2 separate regions of the Mus musculus genome follow, and region 1 is linked to region 2. Evidence: chromatin contacts called from public HiChIP or PLAC-seq data. All regions are on one chromosome and are shown on one strand. Each heading gives the region's core, a stretch centred on a gene start, on an enhancer-like site or on the middle of the called end of the contact. The rest is flanking DNA. Distances are from core to core; before and after follow the strand shown. Region 1 overlaps Gm35835 (a long non-coding RNA gene). Region 2 overlaps Mir100hg (Mir100 Mirlet7a-2 Mir125b-1 cluster host gene).

Region 1 (4,933 bases), core at 1,654-4,153, 210 kb after region 2:
CTTCCTTGGCACATTTATAACCATTAGCAAGAAATCGAGCAGCACCTTAAATCTAAGCCAGTCAGCAAAATCAGACTAAAGACTCGATTAGATAGATGTCCGGCATTAGTGCATGTCCATAAAGAGATGCCAGGAACAAATGTCCCTGCTCCAGGGGACGTAAGGGGCCGTGACCTTGGTGGAAATAAAGGCAGACAAAATAATCTTTACCAAATAGAGCAAAGAGGAGTAGAATGGGCCGTGCACTGGCTGCAGATTGAGAGGAATACAGAGTGAGGGATGCTGGGAGGTGTCCATTAGCAAAGGCTTTGTGGTGTGTCTCCACTAGCAACATCCCAGGTGGAATCATTTCCAGCAGAAGTGAATATCTCCTGAGCTATAGGCCTGGCACCACCAGGAGTTTGGTGATATATCAAAGACTAACATAAAGACTTGGTCTTCATACACACACCCTCCAGATAACGCAGAGTTTAAGGGCAAGTGAGTATGAAGAAAACCCATGATTCACATACAAATGAAAAAGCCCATGATATAATCCTGGGTCTCTGTCCATTTGCCTGTTGGGTGAAGGAAAAACTGATCAGTGTACAGACAGTTGCTATTCTAGATAAGGTGTCAGAGGGTCCTTTTCCATGAAGAGTGGCTGGTGAAGCTAAGTAAAGGACAGGTCTATGCAAATGTCCTGGGGTAGAAACTGAATTAACAACACAAGCTGGTAAAAGAAAAACATATAATAAGAAAGCTGGCTATGACACCAAACTTTGTTCTCAGCAATGTTCTCTAGCTCCATGGGGTCTAACTCCCTCTTCCACCTAGAGATTTTGATCAGAGAAGATACTGAGGACCAGAAATCCCAGCAGCACTCCCCTGAAGGGGACAACATCGTTGGGTGCATTGTGTCAGATGAGACAGGCATGGCATAGGCTGCAACCAAACAGCACCCCATGATTAAGTAGATGAATACTGAGATGCTTTGGAAAATGCTTTGTTCGTTAATTTTGAACAATCAAGTGGGAGGGGCTGCCGGAGGGAGAGCTCAGCTGCTGCTTGTGTCGAGGACCTGTGTTCAGTTCCCAGTGTCCATTCCGGGCAGCTCACTACTGTTTCTGTTTGCCACTCAAGCTTCAGAGGATAGAACACACTCTTCTATCCTTTGAGGGCACCCCCACACAAGTGTGCATAAACACAGGCATGTACGCACAGGCACAAATCCAAAAATAAAGTAAATGTTCAAAAATGAAATGGCTGCTTTTAAGATGTAAGTATGTAGCAGCATATTTTTGCATTCTAGTCAGAGTAGTAGTAGGGTTTGCAAGAAACCTATAGCCTTCCAAGATAGCACCAAGTCAGAAAACACTAGGTCAGCTGCTTTGATAAGCTAACATCTCCTATATATGTGCATGTGTACGTGTACGTGTACGTGCAAGGTAACTCTTACATCAGCTCAACGACAGAGATAGTGTTCTACCCACATATCCATTGAGGACAATGCAGCTCAGTTCCTAACCACAAACACAGACCAGTAGATGATAGAATCCTGTTCGCATCATCCATGAACCCCAAAGTCAGACCTGCTCGGAGCTTTCCCATTGTGCCCAGCAGTGTGTGGTATTTGTGTATGACTTCTTTGATTCTTAGGCTTAGTGGGATTTCATTTTCCCATGCTGTGGCACCTGGCTAAAGATGTCCATTTTACCTTCTTACCTCTGAACTTAGTGTCAAAAGAACTAAATCCAAAGCCAGGCATGGTTGTACAGGCCTGTAATCTTGGCACTGAGAGACTGAAGCAAGTTCAAGTTCAAGATCAGCTTATGTTATGCTGAGAGACTATTTCAGAAAGAGAAAGGGGGAGGATAAGGGGAAGAGGAGAAAGGGAAGAAAGGAAAGAAGGAAAGGAGGGAGGAAGGGGTGGAAGGGAAGGGAAGGGAAGGAGGGAGGAAGGGGTGGAAGGGAAGGGAAGGGGGAGGAAGGGGTGGAAGGGAAGGGAAGGAGGGAGGAAGGGGTGGAAGGGAAGGGAAGGGAACTGGGTTCAAGCTTGATAACTACCCTCTTAGTTGTGATGTGACTCTTGACATTTAAGTTAAACCCTAGTTTCACTTTGGTCACTTTAAACTCCAGAGAGCCATATATCTCAGTCAGGATTTTCTAGAGGACCAGAACCCATAGGTGAGACAGCAGTTGCTTCATACCTGAGAGGCTAAGAACCTTGGGGCTTGGTGCCTCAACAGTTGGAGCAGTCCCACGGTGCTTGTGTTACTTGGAGAAGCCAACATCTTGGAAGTTGCTTAGTCTACAAGACTGGGTGCCTCAGGAATCTAAATAGAGTGCCCAAAACCTCAGGGGTTCCTGGAGAGCCACTGGTCTTCAGCCCATGATAAAAACAGGAGTCTACATCTTCAGCAACAAGGGGAATGAGGAAAAACCAAGTGAGCAAACAGCCAAGAGTCTTCCCTGAATGGAGCTCCCCAAATCAATGAAGGCGATCAGGACAGTTCTTCAGCTGAAGCTTCCTACTCCGGAAATCCTACTTTGGGGCAAGTTGACATTAAATCCAACCATCACAGGGCTTGTGCGGTGGCTCAGTTGTTAAGAGTATTGAATTCTCTTTCAGAGGCCCTGAGTTCAATTCCCAGCCCTCACACGGCAGCTCACAGAGATTATTAACTCCAGTCCCAGGGAATACTATGCCTCCTTCTGACCTCCTCAAGCACCAGACACATACATGGTGTGCAGACAGACATACAGACAAACTATCTCTACACATAACATAAGTTAATTTTAACAACAGAGCAGTCAACAAGATCAGGCCTTGGAAGTCTTTTCACCCTAATATAATACAGGGCGGATACTCAGTAAATGTTGCGTGAGTGTATTTGTGGCTAACTTATGACTTTGTCTGACTAATGATCATATAACTGCTGAATGCTTCCTGGATTAGTTAGATGTGGCTACTAGAGAGGATCCCACCCACTCCCTGGCCATGCTGTTTCCAGGAAAGGCAGCCCATTTGGTTAAAAGTTCATAGATATGAGTAAGGCTGAACACACAGGTAACCATCAATAAAACTCCTGCTGAGAAAGTGTTTGCAGGCACAGCCTCTAAACTCATAGTTCTGGAAAGAAAATCTTCAGACTCTCCAGAACATTCTGGAAAGGAGCCTAGTGAATTAGGCTTTCTGAAGTATAATGTCTATTTTCTTTTCCCAAGAGGACTTTATTTTCCTAATAAAAGAACATGGGGTTGGCAGGGAATCTATAGGTGGATGGGCCCATTTCCTAAACTTTCCATGATAGAGTGTCACAGAGTAAGCAACTTCAAGCAGAAGAGGTTTGCTACCCGAATTTTATGGCAGCTGAGACCTGTAATCAAGACGTTAGCAGGACCCTGCTTTCTCCAAAGCTCAAGGGTGAACCTACCTAGACTCTTAAAAGCACACCTTGCGATCTGTTCAAAGCAGTGGAGTTCCCAAAGGATACATCACTTTCTGGGGTTGGCTGGCACTCTTGTCTTTCCTTGGTTAACAGGTACATCACTCTGTGTCATCAAATGACTGGCTGTCTTTTCCATAGATATCTCTGTCTCTCATCTCTTTTTGAAGGGCATTGATCATATTGGATATTATTTCCATCCTTCTCCAGTATGTCTTTATGTTAACTAATACATCTGCAATCATCATATTCTACATATGATATTATATAAATAAATCCAGAGCCTAGTACTAGGTATAACCATCATCTCTCTCTGTCTCCTGTCTCTCTCTCTGTCTTTATCTGTGTGTGTGTGTGTGTGTGTGTGTGTGTGTGTGTGTGTGTGTGTGTGTGTGTGTGTGTGAAACTCAGTCCATAACAATGGGTTATGGACTTCTCCATGACTTGAAAGAACCAGGAAAAAGGTTTAAGCCTGTATCTCACATCCTAGTGCCAATGGGACTTCAAGAGAATTAGAAATAGCTCCTCTTTCTCCTCTAGAGAGAAGTGTTCTAAAAGCCTGGGGATGTAACATGCCTACATGGTATGCAGGAAGGTATGGATTCAATCTCCAGTACCACATAAAACAAATTTTGCTCGGGGCTACCAATTCAGTTATCTTAGAACTGTGGACTGTGTAGCTTTTGGAGCCGAGGGAAATGACCCCTCTCTGTTTTGATTTTAATCACCAGATCTTAATTCCAATCCTCATATTGAGTGCACCTCAGGACCAATCATACATCTTCCATTAGCTTAAATCATTTGAATTCTCATTTTTATAAATAGAAATATGTCAAATGTTGGCAATTTCACATGATTTGATCCATGCATTTCATAGATGTGGCTGAAAAGATTTATACTCACCTTTAATTCTTCAAGGTGGTCTCAGGATTTCAAAATTTCTACTACCCAATTCCCGTCCTCAGTTACGACTGATACAGGATACATCCGACTGACCAGATTCACCCTACCATGCCAGTACATACCCCATGTGTTTAGACTCAAGAAAAAAAGACTTGAGAGCCTGGGTTCAAATTATTTAATCTCTCTATTAGTTAGTAGGCATTTGAGTAATTAGTCTCCTTTTATATCAAAACCCTCATTTGTTAATTAGTAACAAAACACAGGATTATTTTAAGGACTAAAGTATGTGCTATAGACATTTGTAACTGTGTACACACACACACACACACACACACACACACACACACACACACACACACCTCATGCTACCAGCACAGTAGATGTTCACTGAATGGTATTCCCCTCCCCTCCAGCACTTTCCTTATATCCCCTAATAATTCCAGCAACAACTGAGGGACAAGCCCAAATAATGAGACAACCTGTGGGCTTGATGAAGGTAGCTAGAAACAAACAATAGTGGGACCAAAAAAAAAAAAAAGAGGTAGCTTTGCACGTAGTTTATTCTTTTATATTACAGAGCAGAACCCATAAGCCTTAAACTC
Region 2 (4,886 bases), core at 731-3,230:
CAGTTTAAATTCAAGCCCAAAATGGCTGCTGTCGTTTGAAGGGATTGGTCACCATGTATTCTCGTGTCAAGATACTCAACAATGTTCTCTGAGTCCTCAGAGAGAGGGCGAAGACTTTGATATTTGATTCATACAATCCTTATCTGCAACGTAACCAATGATTTCTTGTGGACACATTAACTTCTCTACATCTAGATCAGGAACTTCAAACCCAAATTCACATCCTATGGCCATAACAATCTCTACTTGGTCCAAACTGTCTAAGCCCGGGTCCTTCATAAAATGCAAATTTCTCGAGAGCTTTGCAGGGTCTGTCTTGCTGTAGATTTCCACACATATAGCACCCAGCCATTGCTTGCCTCTAACATCAAAGGGGCAAATCACTCACTGATGATGCTCTTGTGGGACTTTTCCAGACACCTCCCAGCCTTGAGGAAGGGAGTACACCCACAGTAAAGGTCATCTTAGGGTCACTTTGCAGGCGCTGAAACAAGCAGCTTCCCAAGGCCTTCCTCCTTCTGGCACAAAGACAACTTAGAACAAATAGGAGCCCATTTCAGAGCAAGCTCTGTGAACTACCCAAGTTTGGTGAGAATCAGCAATGTGCATCCTTTTCAAGAGCTGGCTAGTTTTTTCATTCCCTCAGCATGTAATCAGCTGGCCCACACAGGCTTTAGTGAGCAAGTGAAGTGGGTTCTCTTTGTTTTACTTTGGGTTTGGTTTTTCTAGCAGCTTTAGAGTTCCATACATTATAGCTAAGTTTTACATTTTGGGTTGATTTTGTATATAGTTTGTGATAAGGGTTCAATTCACTCTTCTGCATGTGTGTAAACAAATTTCCTAACCCTGCAGTCAGTCAGTCAGTCAGTCAGTCAGTCAGTCAGTCAGTCAATCTGTCTGTCTGTCTGTCTGTCTGTCTCTCCATTGTAAATCCTTTCCACCTTGTGAAAATAATACATTTACTATAAGGCATATCATTCTGGGCTTTCTATCATGCTCTGTTTATCTATGCATCTATCTGTGGTTTTATGTAGAACCACAATGTTTGGATTATTGTGGTTTTGTAGCATATTTTGAAATAACGAAGTATAATACCTCTGGCTTTGGGGTTTTTTTTTTCTTTCAATATTGCTTTGGGCATTTGGGGTCTTCTGTGTTTCCTGATGAATTTTGGGGTTTCCATTTTTCTCATTCTGTGGTGAATGACATTGGAGTTTTGATAGAGATTACATTGATCTGTGTATGTTTCTGCATGGGATGGACATTTTAGCAGTGTTATGATTTTGCTCAGTGGGTAAATTCTGTGTTTTTTTTCCATTGAAAAAGACAGAAGAGAGACAGAGATAAAGAGAGGAAAGGCGAAAGAAGGAGAGGGAAGCAAAAAAGCAAGGAGGGAGAGAGAGGAAAAGAAGCAAGGAGAAAAAAGAAGGAAGAAGAAGAAAGAGGAGAGAGGCAGAAGGAAGGAGAGGTAAGACAGGAGCAAGCAGATGGAGCCTGGTAATTAGAGTTGATCATTTTAATATATATATATATGTATATATATATATATATATGTCACAGAACATCAAGTTGTATATTCTAAATGCATACAGTTCACACAACCAGTGGCAGGAACAGAGAGAGAGAGAGAAAGAGAGAGAGAGAGTTAGAGAGAGAGACAGAGAGAGAGACACACACAGAGACACAGACAGAAGATAGACAGAGACAGATGGAGATGGAGATAGAGACAGAGGGAGAGAGAGAGAGAGAGAGAGAGAGAGAGAGAGAGAGAGAGAGAGAGAGAGAGAGAGAATTGTGTTCATAGGCAACCCCTATTTCTGAATCACCATCTCAAAGAATCTGGTTCAGAACTGGGTGGGTCCCAGGAATCTTAATGGTTACTCAACTTCCCAGGGGACTTGGCTGGGTGGTCCTGGGGCTGCACTTGAAGAAACACTCCTCTGGAATCTCAGCCTCTGAACTTTCTAACCTTGTTACTTCCCAAAGGATGATGTGGCCTCACTCCACTCAAATGTCCAAACAATACATAAGATTCTTTGTGATTCATACTTGTGTCCTTATTTTCTGACTCAACAATTAATTCCTGGTTAGGTCAGTCATTGAGCAATTTTCTTTTGCTCAGTCAGTCAGCCCCTCTCTTCTGTGTGCCAGACACTGGAGAGACAGGAATCCCAGTCCTCCCCACTGAACCCACAGAATGGCAATAGCAGTAACGATGGTTCTTCCAGCACTCTATCCATGTGCACAGTCCATGCAGCTTATGTTACTGGCCTATTTCATTCTCTACCTTTTGGTAACCTGTCATGAACCAGAACAAAATCTGAGAATATAAATATAGACAGAGAATCAGAAAGTAGTCTGCAGCTCATTTTTTACCCTTAATATATGTCTTTAAGTTCTTTGTGTCTATCTTTTTTCTTTTAATCGATTGTTCCCTCCCCTCCCCTCTTCTCCCCTCTCCCCCTTCCCCTCCCCTCCCCTCCCCTCCTCTCCTCTCCTCTCCCCCCTCCTCTCCCCCCTCCTCTCCCCCTCCCCTCCCCTCCCCTCCCCTCCCCTTCCTCTCCTCTCCTCTCCTCTCCTCTCCTCTCCTCTCCTCTCCTCTCCTCTCCTCTCCTCTCCTCTCCTCTCCTCTCCTCTCCTCTCCTCTCCTCTCCTCTCCTCTCCTCTCCTCTCCTCTCCTCTCCTCTCCTCTTCTCTCCTCTCAAAAACAGTGCTCATGCACTTTAGGCAAGCCCAGAACTTACTGTGTAGCCTAGAATGGCCTGAAACCTGATAGCAATCCTCCTGTCTCAGCCTCTAAACTTCTGAGATTACAGTGTGTACTACCATGAATGACCCAGTCTTTCTTCATAGTAGCTACAGAGAATCCCACTATGGAGGTACTGTTTTGTCTTTGACCACCATTCCCCTGATGAATTTGCATTTCACTAGTTACAAATAGTCCCCTTATAAACTTCAGAGCAAATATGATATACTCTTCTTTTAGAGGATGAGTTAAGAACAGTTAGTGATCCTGCCAGGGCTTCCCCCCCCCCCCTGACACTAGCATAGTCCTCCCTGCCTCAACACCAACAGTTCTTTCTTTATGTGTTACTACCTCCTATGATTCTCACAGGCTAAGTGCTGGACTCTGTGGAAACTACAAACTCACACCAACCTGACTTCTCTTGGGACTTCAAGTTCACCGGAGGAGTGCTAACGGAATAGACTCTAGGAGCTGTCTGGGAATGGAGGGTGGAAACTGCTCTAGAAAGAGGTGTTGAATGATTGCAAACTCACCAGTCATGCTGATCATCACTGGAGGAAGCATGTGTGTGCGTGTGCGTGTGCGTGCGTGAGACAAAGAGAGAAGGAGAGAGACAGAGAGAGGGAGAGGGAGGAGGGATTAAAGCCTGGAAAGGTGGAATGACATCTGCCTATGAGGAGTCATAGAGCATCTTGTATGTGTCTGAAAACCACCAGAGTCCTAAGCTAGTGAGCACAGTATAAATAAATACTTACCCCATTTGGCAGCTTCAGTAGAACCCTGGAAGTGAGTGGGCGATAGGGTCCTGTGTCTGTGGCAAGCAAAGATATTTGCCCTTTTAATAGCTTGGATTCTTCCTTTTTAAATGAAGAAAGTAATATCTAGTGCCTGCTCACTTGACAGGATGTTACAAGGCTTGGCTAATTTCTGTAAATGTTTTGAGCTCCTCTGAGGTATGTGTTCTGTAAATAGGGGGGTATTAATAGCAGCCGTCAGAACAGAAACAAAACTGAATTGAGCTGCAGTCATATTTCTGGGAAAGAAATACAGACACTGCAAAGTGTGAAGCCTGTTAGATCCATGGGCATTGGCCCTTCCTTAAGAGGCAGCCTGGGTTTCATATAGAACATGGTGACAGCCTAGGCCCCCATCTCCAGTGGGGAATGAGCTGGATTTTCTAACATTTAATTTCCCAGATGATTGTTGTGATTAAGAGCCCATCTGGTGCAGCCCATTTGTGAGGTGTGTGTGTGTGTGTGTGTGTGTGTGTGTGTGTGTGTGTGTGTGTGTGTGTATACAGGGAGGTGGGGATCCAGTAAGCCAGAAGTCTAACTGCAAGGAAGAGAAAATGCACAGTGCAGACACTATCATTCCAAAACCCTTTGCTAAGATGTGAAACAAGAATGTCATTACCTACACATTAGTGAGGCCGGTCAGCCATATGCCATAACAAAGGCAGTTATGGGAAGTTCTCTCTCTCTCTCTCTCTCTCTCTCTCTCTCTCTCTGTTTTTTTGCTAGCTTGGAGATCATTTATTAGTGCCTTTGTTTGTCAGCCATGGGTCTAAGAGAGACCAAGAACTGCTAAGAGGAAAATTCAGCCCTTCAACTGCAGTTGCTACAGACACACAGAATCTTACTCCTGCACGTGCATAGGGGTAGTTATTTAGGCACAGGCACCCTGGATTTTTGTCATTCACTTGCATATATTATCCCCCTCCATACACAAAGAAAGCTATGAGCAGAGAGTGGAGGCAGCCATATGTTAGTGTTCATGTCTTCATGGCCCCTTAAGAGGGAGGGGAGCTCTCAAACCCATCAGCAGGCCATCCTAGTTCATAAGCACTAATAGGACTTACAGATGTGCAGACAGCGAGGAAGGTCCTGATGCCCAGCTGAACTCTGGGTAGAATGCCTCATAATTTCTTTTACTCAAGGGATCTTCTGTAAACCTGTTCCAGACAGAGTTTTTATTGTGTTTTATTTCCAACCTCTAACCAGGTTTACCCCTTGGAGGTCAAGCCAGTAAGGCTCCTTGAAAAAAAAAAAATCTCTCCATTAGTGAAGGAGGTAGAGCCTCCCGTCTGCTGTGGTCACCACTTCTGTCCAGGGCTCTGGCTTCACACGGAAAACTCATCAGT

Evidence for each region. HiChIP or PLAC-seq counts read pairs in DNA pulled down with a chosen protein or histone mark.
Region 1: a FOXA1 HiChIP or PLAC-seq map of pancreatic cancer cells shows a contact between it and region 2. The contact joins two enhancer-like sites. A contact is called at or near these places in 6 of 115 datasets of contacts at active chromatin or transcription factors (astrocytes, embryonic stem cells, fibro-adipogenic progenitors and 1 more).

What each region holds. Positions count from the first base shown.
Region 1 is chr9:41,726,433-41,731,365 of GRCm38.p6, forward strand. All of the region lies in intron 2 of Gm35835 (a long non-coding RNA gene), which reads right to left. Among named protein-coding and RNA genes, the nearest start is that of Gm35835, 8.6 kb to the right of the region's middle. Within about 2 kb of position 2,904, at least 10 of the 459 cell types and tissues checked have an H3K27ac peak or open chromatin away from gene starts, as enhancers often do. A contact at or near this core is called in pancreatic cancer cells, where this site is marked.
Region 2 is chr9:41,513,396-41,518,281 of GRCm38.p6, forward strand. All of the region lies in intron 3 of Mir100hg (Mir100 Mirlet7a-2 Mir125b-1 cluster host gene), which reads left to right. Among named protein-coding and RNA genes, the nearest start is that of Mir100, 16 kb to the right of the region's middle. Within about 2 kb of position 1,981, at least 54 of the 459 cell types and tissues checked have an H3K27ac peak or open chromatin away from gene starts, as enhancers often do. A contact at or near this core is called in pancreatic cancer cells, where this site is marked.